Linked DNA regions of Rattus norvegicus: region 2 is linked to region 1. The links are chromatin contacts, called in public HiChIP or PLAC-seq maps. All regions are on one chromosome and are shown on one strand. The core of a region is the stretch at or near the end of the contact, and the rest is flanking DNA. Distances in the headings are between cores, read along the strand shown. Region 1 holds the start of Topors (TOP1 binding arginine/serine rich protein, E3 ubiquitin ligase). Region 2 holds the start of Dnaja1 (DnaJ heat shock protein family (Hsp40) member A1).

What was found. HiChIP or PLAC-seq counts read pairs in DNA pulled down with a chosen protein or histone mark.
Region 2: a contact with region 1 is called in an H3K27ac HiChIP or PLAC-seq map of oligodendrocytes, with 6 times the contacts expected there. The contact joins the promoter of Dnaja1 here to the promoter of Topors in region 1. A contact is called at or near these places in 1 of 12 Hi-C or Micro-C datasets (hepatocytes) and 1 of 1 datasets of contacts at active chromatin or transcription factors (oligodendrocytes).

Annotation. Positions count from the first base shown.
Region 1 is chr5:60,191,968-60,197,675 of GRCr8, forward strand. Topors (TOP1 binding arginine/serine rich protein, E3 ubiquitin ligase) reads right to left here and starts at 4,012. Exons shown (of 3, transcript NM_001108658.1): 1 at 3,836-4,012; 2 at 2,542-2,739. The coding sequence starts at 3,838. It overlaps Smim27 (small integral membrane protein 27), which reads left to right and starts at 3,712. Exons shown (of 2, transcript NM_001401225.1): 1 at 3,712-3,881; 2 at 4,192-4,379. The coding sequence starts at 3,837. The coding sequence ends at 4,296. Ndufb6 (NADH:ubiquinone oxidoreductase subunit B6) reads right to left here. Exons shown (of 4, transcript NM_001106646.1): 4 at 4,618-4,831. The coding sequence ends at 4,763.
Region 2 is chr5:60,633,547-60,639,914 of GRCr8, forward strand. Dnaja1 (DnaJ heat shock protein family (Hsp40) member A1) reads left to right here and starts at 4,858. Exons shown (of 9, transcript NM_022934.1): 1 at 4,858-4,968; 2 at 6,022-6,163; 3 at 6,260-6,368. The coding sequence starts at 6,032. Mir207 (microRNA 207) reads left to right here and starts at 5,250; the gene lies at 5,250-5,327.

The DNA.
Region 1 (5,708 bases), core at 2,762-5,261:
TTGTAATGTTCCTCTACCCTAGTAATCCAGGGATTAAGCCCATAAACCAATGCCTCCAGAGCAGACTCATCAGCTCTTCCTTAATAGCCAAGCACAAAACAAAGTCTATTACTTCAGGATGCACTGAACTTTTCCTTTTTTAATCTTCAAATCTGCCAATTCTAACAAAGATTTTAAGAAACCCTTTATACCATAATTTTGGAGAAATTTCAGGGTCAAACATATCTAGGGAAAATAGATGGAGATCATGAACTTCAGGATTTCTTTTTTTTTCTTCAAAGTCAAGGCTTTCTACGGCATTTCCTAAGTTATCACTAGACACAGAACCTAATCATCTGATTGTACTTTTAATACTGAAAAATGCCACTCTTGGGGTGGTGCACTAGGTCTCACTATGTAGCCCTGGATAGCCTGCAGCTCATACATCTGCTTGCCTCTGCCTCTCGAGTGCTAAGATTAAAGGCACGGACACCACCTCCAACTAGAATCAATACTACTTAGTTTGATCTCCCCAGAGACCAAGCTGGAACAAAGTTGAAAGTTATTTCTCAAGTATTCTCAACTGTAAAATCATTGTAGTTTGAAACGGCTTGGCCCAGGGAGTGGCACCATTAGGAGGTATGCACCCTTGTTGGAGGAAGTGTGTCACTGTGGAGGTGGGCTTTGAGACCCTCCTCCTACCTAGTCACCTGGAATACAGTCTGCTTCTGGCTTCCTTTGGATGAAGATGTAGAACTCTCAGCTCATCCAGTGCCATGCCAGCCGGGATGCTGCTGTGCTTCCTCCCTGGGTGATGGACTCAACCTGAGTCTGTATACCAGCCCCAATTAAATGTTATCCTTATGAGGCCTGTCATTGGAGGAGAAGGAAGGATGGGTGGGAGATACGTTTGAAGGAAGAGGAGGAGACTGGAACAGAAAGGAGAAGAGGGAGGGAGGGAGGGAGAGAGAGAAGAAGGAAGGGAGGGAGAGGAAGAGAGAGAGAGAGAGGAAGGAAGGGAGGGGGAGAGAAAGAAGAGAGGGAGGGAGGGAGGGAGGGAGGGAGGTTGGGAGAGAGAAGCTGTGGCAGGACAATGGAGGCTGACATTAAGATTCCGCTCTGTGTATTTACAGGTTGTTATTAATGTTCCTAAGGGATGGATGGTACTGGGCTTTGTATGTTTAGGGGGGCAATTATATCTTATCAGTTGGGTCAAAGAAAAAAAAAGGGATATAATCCGAATAAATACCTAGTATGGGGCTTGATGAATGAATGATTAAGAGTTCAACATAGTTGCCTAAGTTATGGGAAAGTCTGATTTTGGTAGTGATCATCACCTGTATCTCTGACAGGTTTCCAAAGATAATAACAATTATATTTAACATATCTAAGTAAAGTGGCTAAGGACATTCACAAGTAGATAAAACAGAATGATGACTGGTAAAAGCAATCTGCATTCTACTTGTAAATCTGAACGGTTTAATTTTAAAAGTTATAGAAGCTAAACGACCAAATCCCAAATTTAATTCCCTCTTTTTCGGTGGGTGGGTGGTGGGGCTAGACAGGGTTTCTCTGTAGTCCCGGCTGTCCTGGAACTCAAGAGATCTGCCTGCCTCTGACTGCTGGGATTAAAGACGTGCACCACCAGCTTTAATTTCAATTCCAGTAATGAAAGAACTTTATTGGGACCAGGCATCCTGGGATATCCCTGAATTCCCAGATCAATGAAAGATGAAGGCAAGAGGGTCAGAAGATCAAGGTCATCCTTCGCTACATAGGCAATCCCAGACCAGTCTTGGCTACAAGAGTCCCTGCCCAAAAATAGAGGGGTGGGGTTGCTTCGAAGCCATTCCAACGGAAGCCACTCCTCCTAGATAAGCACCGACTGAGTGTGGCTGACTTCGAGCATTGCATCCCATCTATTAAAACTCCAAAACCTCAAGTTCTCTCAAACAGAAACCTCTACCCAGTATTAGCTTAACTCTTTGGCACATATTTTTGTTTTCTCTCCCCTTTAACATGGAAACTTGCTCACCAGTTTCCTTTTTTAACAGTGCTTTCACCTTTGCACTGCCCCTCTCCAATTAACCAATCAGAATCAGCAGCCCAAGAGGAAAGGGCACTACCTAGATGTGTAATGAAGTCACAAGACCTATAAGCCCTGCCCACAATGTGTAGCACTGCACAACTCCCATAGCTTTAAGGGCTTCCTTATTCGAAAAAAACCCACTGTCTCGGATGGAAAGACAACCACACTATGTACATTACATAACCACGATTAACTGAAATGCAAATCCCATTTCACAGACAGGGTCCGGGGCTGGGGACCTGCCAAGGTCACACTTCTAATCAGTGGCAGCAGTTTTGTCCAGACACACTCTTTCCGTCTTCAGTAGCGCTCGAGCCCTTCAGGCGGTGCTAGGAGACACTCCCCTCGCTTGCCCACCGGAGCCGATCCACAGGTGCCCTGCAGCTTGGCGACCCCAGCCCTTGGAAAGGCCCGGACCACAGGGCTGCTCCCTGGCCCACCAACCTCTCACCCATTGTTCCCGGACGACTCACCTCCGAGGACGCGGTGGCAGGGACCGCTGGGCCGCTAGAAGCCAGCTCCCGCCGGCCCAGGAGGCTCGGTCGGTGGCGGCAGGATCCGCGAAGGCGTACCCGGCGGCTTCTGCGCCTCCCCTCCTCGGCAGGCGCCAGAGGGGGCGCTTCACCCTCCTCGCGAGACAGCGGAGACCCCAGTGGCGGCGGCTGCGACCCCTGTGACGTAGAACGCTCATCACCAAAGGCAGTTTGGGGGTGGAGAGAAGGCGAGACCAACCCCCCGAGCCCGCGCAGCAAAACACGGCCCTCCACCCCCGCGCTCTGGACGCATGCGTACAGCAAGCGCACGCAGGAGGCGGGACCTGCGGCACAGACACCAGACCCTGCCCCCACCGCGGGGGGCACAGCACAAACTCCAGAATCACAGCCAAATATGCAGAAACGCTGCCTCTGTATCTAGGGAACCTCACCAGTTTAACAAGTTGTTAGAATCTCTATGGTGTCACAGAGCTCCCAGAGCAACCTGATTCTTACGTCTATTTCAGCTGGGATGAACACTAGGCATCTCTTTCACCCCGCCATAACTCGCCGCGGCCTGCTTTCCGCTTTCCATTCTCGGAAATCACACTAAAATTGTATCTGAGCCCAAAGCGGCGCAGCACAGCCTCTGCCGGCCAGGCCTCCACTGTGCTGAACTGCTAGTTCGCCTGCCAAGCCGCCTTTCTTGGGACTTAGTATTTCAAACTTGCTGCAGTCCTAAGCATTCGATAGACGTCCGGTCAACACTTGTTGACTGACAGATTCACCATCAGCGATCAGAGACAATATTCTATTTGTTCTTGATGAATGGCTCAATTAACAGTTACCAGTTTTAGTTACGTAAAAGAGTAGATGACACTGTTTAAGTCAAACATAAACATGAATGTCTATCCGCATTTTGTGGAAACGGATGTGGGTGTGGGGCGGCAACTTTGATTCTTTCAGGGTGGACTATTTGCAATTAAACTTTTACATGCGCAAGATGGCACACTATTTTGTATTAGTACCGCACTGCAACTGCAGAATAAAGCAGTTAAGGAATTCCTATCTGAGCGCAAAAAAGGCGCGATCTTAGCATTTTCTCTTTTATTCCCTCCTGAAAGGCGGGCTAGGCCTGGATCACGTGATGCGTTTCAACTCCGGGCGGAAGCTGGGGGTGGGGGGGTTGGAGAGCGCGCAGAGCCCCGCTGAAAAATGGCTGCTGCATCCGAGTGTACTGCGCCCCGGAGCGGGCTGTAGGGCCCGCGCCACCCCGTCCCCGCTGCTCCCTTACCATGATGCCGGTGAGTCGCCGAAACCTGGACTGGACTTACTCCTCGGTAGGTACCGGGAACAGGGGAGCTCTAGAGTGCCCCATCCCAGGACCCGCAAGCCGAAGGCAGGCAGTTTGCTCGCAGCTTGGAACTCCAAAACCCATTCCTAAATTGATCGTTCACGCCCTGCCCTCAGCTCCGCCTCTTCCTGGAGGACACGCTTTTCCGCCTCTGACGTCAGTGGTTGCAGGGCCTGCTTGCTTCTAGGCTGCATTTTAGGGTCTGTGAGACCTTTCCTTCTGTAGCTGGTAACCAGGCCTTAGGGAAAGAATCCAGCACATTGATTTTTCTTTTTGCTTTTCCTCCCTCCTTTTAGTTGCTACTTGCAATCGTCTTGCTCTCTTGGGGATTCGTCATCTATGCATCAACTGTAGCTGCACGATGGCAGCTACAAAAGGAGTTTCCAGACAAATTCTTCTGAATGAACTTTTGTAATTCTTAACAAACTGTTCTTTTCCTCAAATGGCACCTATGTAGACTCAAAAGTAAAATTCACAATGCAAATTTGTGTATGGTCTTTTGTGATATGCGTTAACATGCCAATTTTTCGAAAAGGTCCGACAACCCTTTCTGTATCAGGTCGGAGCTTTTCATTCTCGTGCTCCAGACACTTTACATCCTCATGTCAAATCAGTATGTAAACAAAACTATGTGACTACAATGAATTTTGCATCCTACTTATCAAAACAGACAAAAAAGTAGCTAGTAGCCCTGTTTAGTATTTATCTTTCTACTGTTAGTCTCAAATCGGAGACAGTAACAAGTACAGTGACAAGGACAGGAATAAGTTTTATTAATTACTTTTCTAGGAAATAGATTCAGTAAATACAGCACTTTTGAAACATACTTGTGCTGTTACACAAGTTTTTTAAATTTTTAAGAGCTCTTCAATGATGTTTATCAGGAAAATCTCTCATTGGTGGAATTACTTCTCCAGTCTCCAGAATTGTATCACCCTAGGGAAAACAAGGAAGTGCTTAATAGAAAATTTTTTCACTAAATATACATTTTATTGTAAAATATTCCATCATATGCTCAATACAATAAATGACTATAAACATGCTTTACATTTTGTTAACCTAAAGTTAAACCAGGGATGGTGGTGTCCCAGGACTCTAGAGGTAGAGGCAGGGGGATCTCTCTAAGTTTGAAGCCAGCTGGTCTACTACATAGCAAGTTTCAGAGCAGACAAGACAAGATTGACCCTGTCTCAAAGCAAACAAAAAAACAAACAAACAAAAAAAAGACACCTCCCCAAAAGCCCCTTCAAAGTTATTTTGCATTTTACCTAAAACATTTCAATTTGGATGCTAATTTTTTTACCTGTACTGATTTGTATGTGAAGCTAAAAAAAGATTAATCAGATTATTACATGAGGACTTAAAAAATTAAAAAATATAGACATACTAAAGTGAATATTTAGATTGTAGACTATAGTTCTGAAGTATGGATATACTTGTGAGACTATCGCCAAAATCAAGGTAATGACCCTTCTCATTACAAGATTTAGTATTTTATTCTTTAATCTAATGTCTCAACCTCCACCTCCAGGTTTCAGAAAAATACTGTGCATAGGTGGTTACTCTATGCCATTCCATGTTTGGGCACGGCATGAGTTATGCTCTAGCATTCATTTTAATAAGGGCTGGGACAAAGCAGATTGGGAGGACAGCCTGACTCATATAGTCTATCATATCAGGAAGAAGGAAACTTGTTCTTAAGCCAGAGACTTGCAACCTTGTCATGACCTGGTCTATTCTAGAAGACATGGCCATTCTGCAGTTTCTCAAAAGCGAGACTCTGAAACTGGTCAACAACATAGACACAGGGAAG
Region 2 (6,368 bases), core at 3,608-6,107, 440 kb after region 1:
AACGTCCTGCTCTTTCCTAAGGGAGGGAGGGGAAAGAGGGAGAATCTATGGAAGAGGCATGGTGGGGAGGGGAAAGGCTGGGGTAGGAGAAGGAGGGAAAACCTCAGTCCATATATGAAAGAAGAATAAAGGGTGGGGGGCGTGTTTCAGTAGAGGACACTACAACTCTCAGTAACCATGTGGCCAGATCACAAGTGGCTGGAAGTGGCTGTGGGCAGTGACCAAATAGTAATGATTCATACTCTCTGCTAAGAAATAAGAATTGTTTTCAGAAGCTCTGGATGATTTTAGGAATGCCTGTGTCAGAGAGCTGCAACCTGGGCATGTCCAGGGCCTCACTATACTTTCACTCAGCTCACAGCCTACAAATACCCAGTGCTCATCTGAGATGATGAAAACATGCCTGGAGTGGCCGAGAAACCCGTGAACAGTGTCTGGAGAACGCCCTCTCTCCTGCGACCGGCCTGTGCCCTCCCCAGAAAAACAGAAGAGGTGCCAGCTGCGGTTCCAAATAGATGGACGCAGGATGACTTGGAGTTCAAGGTATCCTGAACTACACACCAAATTCAAGTAGCCTGGGCTACATGAGACTCTATCCTCCCCAAAAGAAAAGCAAAAGAGAAAAGGAGATGGGGTTAGGGGTAACTTAAATGAAAAGTTTGTACTTCTTAAGAACATTACAGACATATCAGCAAACATTCTCTCCCTTACCCTATCCTCACACCGGCAGTTACACTACCAAGCTGGATTAGAAGGCTGAGTGAGGATCCCTCTGTAAGGCAGGATGAATTAAGAATTAAGCTTTGGGGCTGGAGAGACGGCTCAATGATTAAGAGCACCGACTGCTTTCCAGAGGTCCTGAGTTCAAATCCCAGCAATCATATGGTGGCTCACGACCATCTGTAATAAGGGATCCGATTCGCTCTTCTGGTGTGTCTGAAGAGAGCGACACACACACACACACACACACACACACACACACACACACACACACGTGCATGTGCATGTGCAATAAGAGGAAACTGAACGGAAGGGCCAAATGTGGTGACTCATACCTGTAATCCTAGCATTTGGAGGCTGAGGCAGGAGGACTAACCTAAATTCAAGACCAGCCTGGGCCACAGAGTAAGACAGGAAGTATGGGATTTTTTTTTAATTTTATTATTTTAGGTGGACGTGTACTTTGTCTGTATGTATGTCTATGCACTGCATACATACACTGCATACATACACTGCATACAAAGAAAAAATGTTAAAGCAGTAAGATATTAACTTCTCACATACACTCCCAAACAGGGTCTTAAATATCCCAAGCAGCCTCAAACTTTCTATGTAGCCTCCGTTGGCCTTGAACTCCTGAGCTTCCTACATGAGCCTCCCAAATGCTGGGATGACAGGTCAAAACCAACGCATTTAATTAAGTTTTGACTTGTAAAGCTGGCAAACATTTAACAGAACAACAAGAAAGCAAATTAGAATCCCCTACACTCGGAAGGCTCATTCACACACGTGCTGCTGGAAGCAGCTTGAACCAGCATACAAAGTCGATATAACTTTCAATTTGCAGTCGCATTGGCTCAGCGGTTAGGTGTTTGTCCTAAAGAAATATTTGCTGCAAGTGTGGTGGTAGAGGCCTGCAATCCCAGCTCTTTTCAGGCTGAGTCAGGAGGATTGCAAGTTTGAAAACAACCTGTGCTGCATAGAGGTCTAGAAATTGGGTGTGGTAGCGTATGCCTGTGAAGCTTGAAGGGTCAATGGCTCCCTGCTTCGGGGGAGCTGAAATCCACCCACCTCCCCTGCTTTCCCCCCTTTTATTTTCGAATCACTTCAATCAACTCTAATCTACAAAGGAGGATCATGTTTTTGAGGCTGGCTTGGACTACACAGAGGGTTCGCGGTCTCAACTCTGTGAGGCCTATAGGAGGTTGAAAAAGCACGAAAGAAAAATAAAGTTTGTATGAGAACCTAAAACTGTATTTGGAGATCTTCAACACTTAACCATAAAATACTGGAAACTGCTGAAACATTGAATAGGGAACAGGAAACCACATCAAAAATAACAAGGCTGATTTATTTACCCCAACAAAACGATGTTGTAAACAACTCGTGCAAGACGGTTTTCTTTCTTCTTTTTTTTTTTTTTTTTTTTTTGGGAGCTGGGGACCGAACCCAGGGCCTTGCGCTTCCTAGGTAAGCGCTCTACCACTGAGCTAAATCCCCAGCCCCTGTTTTTTTTCTTCTTTGCAGTCCTAAGAGTTGCACCTGGGGCTTGAACAGGCTAAGAAGCACTCATTCTGTGAGTTAGGTTCTCACTCCCAAAGATGGTGTTACACCTAATTCGAGTGACCTTGAGTTCACCAGCCTCTTGGTTCTGCTTCCTAGTTCTGAAATTTCAGGTGAGATCTCATTTCCGTGCCCCCCCCCCAAAAAAAACACATATGAAGTTGCTGGACATTTTTTGGGCTGTTTGTTTGTTTTGAGATAGTGTCTTACTCTGTAGCTCTGTCTGTCCTGGAACTTGCTATGTAGACTGGGCTGGCCTCTGTATCAGAGATCTGCCTGCCTCTGCCTTCAGAGTAAAGGCGGACTTTATCAGCCTAGCCCGATTTTTTTTTTTGTTTGTTTGTTTGTTGGTTTGTTTGTTTGTTTGGTTGGTTGGTTTTGGGGTTTTTTTTGTTTGTTTTTTTTTGTTTTTAATTCTGTTTTTTTTTTTTCTTCTCTCATTACAAGTTAAGTTCCTTGAGGGTAGGGGCCATGGCTTACAAAAGTTTTGTATTGACAAGGCCTAGAGTACACCTGGCATATTAGGTAATTTACTCCAAAGCGCTGGCTTAAAGCAGCAGTTCTCAACCTGTGGGTCTTCATCCCTTTGGCAAACCTTTAGCACACATTTATATTACAACTCATAGCAGTAGTAGCATACAGTTATGAAATAGCAATGAAAATAATTTTATGGTTGGGGGGTCTCCACAACATGAGCTAGAATAAAGGGTTGCAGCATTAGGAAGGTGGAGAACCCCTGCTTTAAAGACATAACCTATTGCTAGATGTGATATCTGAGAAGGCAACATGAGATGAGAAAGATCAGATGTCTCTCAGCCAAAACCAGAGCACATAATCAACCATCTATGGCGTAGTGTTAGTGACTGAGTTTAGTGAAAGCAGTAATGGTGGTGGGGCAGAGCAGTACAACATTGAAATTCTAAAACCATTAGCTTTTTAAGACTAAGAGCTGGGCTGGAGAGATGGCTCAGTGGATAAGAGCACTGACTGCTCTTCCAAAGGTCCTGAGTTCAATTCCATGTTGTGGCTCATAACCATCTGTAATGGGATCTGATGCCCTCCTCTGGTGTGTACGAAGACAGCAACGGTATCCTCATAAAAGAATAAAAAAAAAAAAAAAAAAAAGACTAAGAGCTAAAGATGTCTTTGGGCAGGTTTGAAGGCAGCCTTTACAGCTCCCTTAGCTCTGGCTACATCCCTGTGACCTCCTTAAAGCACTGCTCAGCTGGTGAAGCACAGAAGACCCGAGTTACCTGTGTAAAGGAGAGAACTACAATAATGGTCCACAGTTAAAACACACACAATATAACAAACATTTAACACATCTTATTCCACAAAAGTCTAAGCAGGAGGCCCCATGGTCTTCCTCTTCACAACTGCTCAGAGGCTGAAGAGTTCAGAGTTTGAAGCCAGCTTTGGCTACAAAGAGAGTACCAGGCCAGTCTGGGCTCAAAAACAAGGCTAAGGGGTGTAGAGAGATAACTAATCCGTTTAAAGCACTGGTTGCTCTTGCAGAGGCCCCAGGTTCACTTCCTAGCATCCACGTGGTGACTTAAAATTATCTGTACCTCCAGTTACCACAGGAACTAGGTATGCATGGGGTGCATAGACACACATGTAAACAGAACACTCATATACAAACAGTAACTAAAAAAACCTTAGAAGTCAAACAAGAAAACTAAATAATAAAATGTGACTAAGTTATCTGGAATAGTCAAATTCATAGATTCTATGTCTCTGGCTTCCTTGGGCACCTATACACACAGATACACACGATTGGAATTAAATCTTTTTAAACTATGTGAACTCTTTAAGCTTGCACCTCCACTTCTTTGATGTGTCTATTGTGTTACTGAATAAGAAAAACATTCACTGTCCCTTGAAAGCTTAAGATTCAACTTTGCCAACTATAGATTTTGATTCACTAACTGGAAATAAAAACGGTCAAAAAATTGAAACAATAAACTAAAGCAATTAATTTCGTGTTTTGCTGCTACTCTGCAGCCAAACTGGGTGGCAGACTGACTAAAAAGGTGCGTGAAGCATTCTAAATGTTTCCTGTTTGGTGCAGTCCCAGGTTCTGTCCGCCCAAGTCAGAGCCAGAAGGATCTGAAGCCTGGGCTCATCCAAAAAGCTGTGACAGGAGTGCGCTTGGGTGAAACCACCGGATCCAAAGCCTGCAAGGCTAGTCTAGGGACTAGGCCCGCCTTGCTCAGCATTTCTTGCCCGCAAGGCTCAGAGCTAAGGAGCTGCAGAAAATTAGACTCCGGTGAGGTTAGGATCCCTTCTGCACAGCGCCTGAAGCACTCGTCCCCGGCTTACGGCTCTGGGACATGACCTCTCCACCTCAAGACTTCCGCCCTCTGGTACCTCGCATAAAGAAAAAGCCTCTAGAAGATTCTACAAGGATCGGGAACCCGGGCCTGAGTCCACCCCCACAAGGCCCTTGGGCGCAGCCACTCTCCGCCCCCGCGCCGTTGCCCAGGTAACCGAGGGGCGGTGGCAGAAGCGAGGGGCGGGACTTCCGGCAAGTGACGCGCCCGGGCTCCGCTACAAAAGAGGTCGGCTGCGGCGGGCCGGGCGGAACTTTCCAGAACGCTCGGTGGGTGGTAGAGGAGCAGCGTCTGGCCGAGCTGCGCTGTGCTACGCTCCTCTTTCCGCTCTCCGGCGCCGGCCCGCTCACCGGTGAGTCTAGGTCCTTGGGTCTCCCTCGGTCGCGGCGTGCGGCCTGGGCACCAGACAGCCGGGGAAGCCGCAGCCGGAGGCGGTTGGTCCCGCGTGGGCGGGGACTGTGGGTTCCCTGAGCCGGGCTCGGTCTTCGGAAGGCTGCCGGGAATGCCCGGCGCCCTGCCCGCCCGCACGCCACGAGGCGGCCCAAGGCCGAAGCCAATTCGCCTCCCGCCTCAGACTCTTCGGTGCGCACCGCCGCCCGGGCTGGGTGGGCAGCGCTGCGCACGCGCGGACCGAGGCAGGGGTGAGGGGCTGCGGGAGGAGCGGGGCGGAGGCTGCGGCTTGCGCTTCTCCTGGCTCTCCTCCCTTTCTTTGTTGAGTCCGGCCTTCCCCCTCCGCCTTTTCGATCAGGGTGGGAGGGAGAAAGGAAGGAAACCTTAACGGTCGGCGCCAGGTGCCGGGGAAACCCAGAGGGCGAGTCAGCTCCGCAGGCCTGAGGGGCGAGAGTGGGTAAGTTGCGAGCGAGCAGGAGCAGGATGGCGAAGGGGCCTGGGCACCTGCTCTCTCGAGCTGGTCTCATAAGCCACTCCTCCACCCCCGGGTGTCCAGTGTCCCTTTCCGGCGAGGGTATGGCCTTTATCAGATGTACAAAGGCAGTGGTAATGTACTAACCAGTGGATGGAACCTATCAGTGCTGCTTTGGGTTACTAGCAAAACCTCTGGGGGAAAGGAAACCGGAAGAAACCCAATAATTCATGTGTTAGTGCAGTAGAGCAGGAACCAGCTGCTAGACAGACTTTCCTTCGCCTTCCCTGAAATTTAAATTTAGTCTGTTAGAATTTACAGCTGAATCATAGCAGGAATTTTTACCTTTTAAGACGTTTAGGGAAGGCTGTATTAATATGAGATAAAGGCAAAAAACCAGATTGCTTTAGTTCTGGTAGTTAAAAACTATAAGTTAAGAGCCAGTCATCTCTCAGGAGGCAGAAGCAGATGTTTTTTTTTTGTTTTGTTTTGTTTTGTACAAAAGGTAAAAGCAAGTTTAAAATTATCATTTTCTGATTTCAGGCTGTAAAAAATGGTGAAAGAAACTACTTACTATGATGTTCTGGGGGTCAAACCCAATGCCACCCAGGAAGAATTGAAAAAGGCATATAGAAAATTGGCCTTGAAGTACCACCCTGATAAAAATCCAAATGAAGGAGAAAAGGTAAGCAGCTCAGCAGTGTTGCCATGTGAATTAAGTCTGTACGGTAGCTGTGCTTTCTAACAGTTGTTTCTAATGGGATATCCTTTTCTGAAACAGTTTAAACAGATTTCTCAAGCTTATGAAGTTCTTGCTGATTCCAAGAAAAGGGAACTATATGATAAAGGGGGCGAGCAGGCGATTAAGGAGGGCGGAGCAGGTGGAGGTT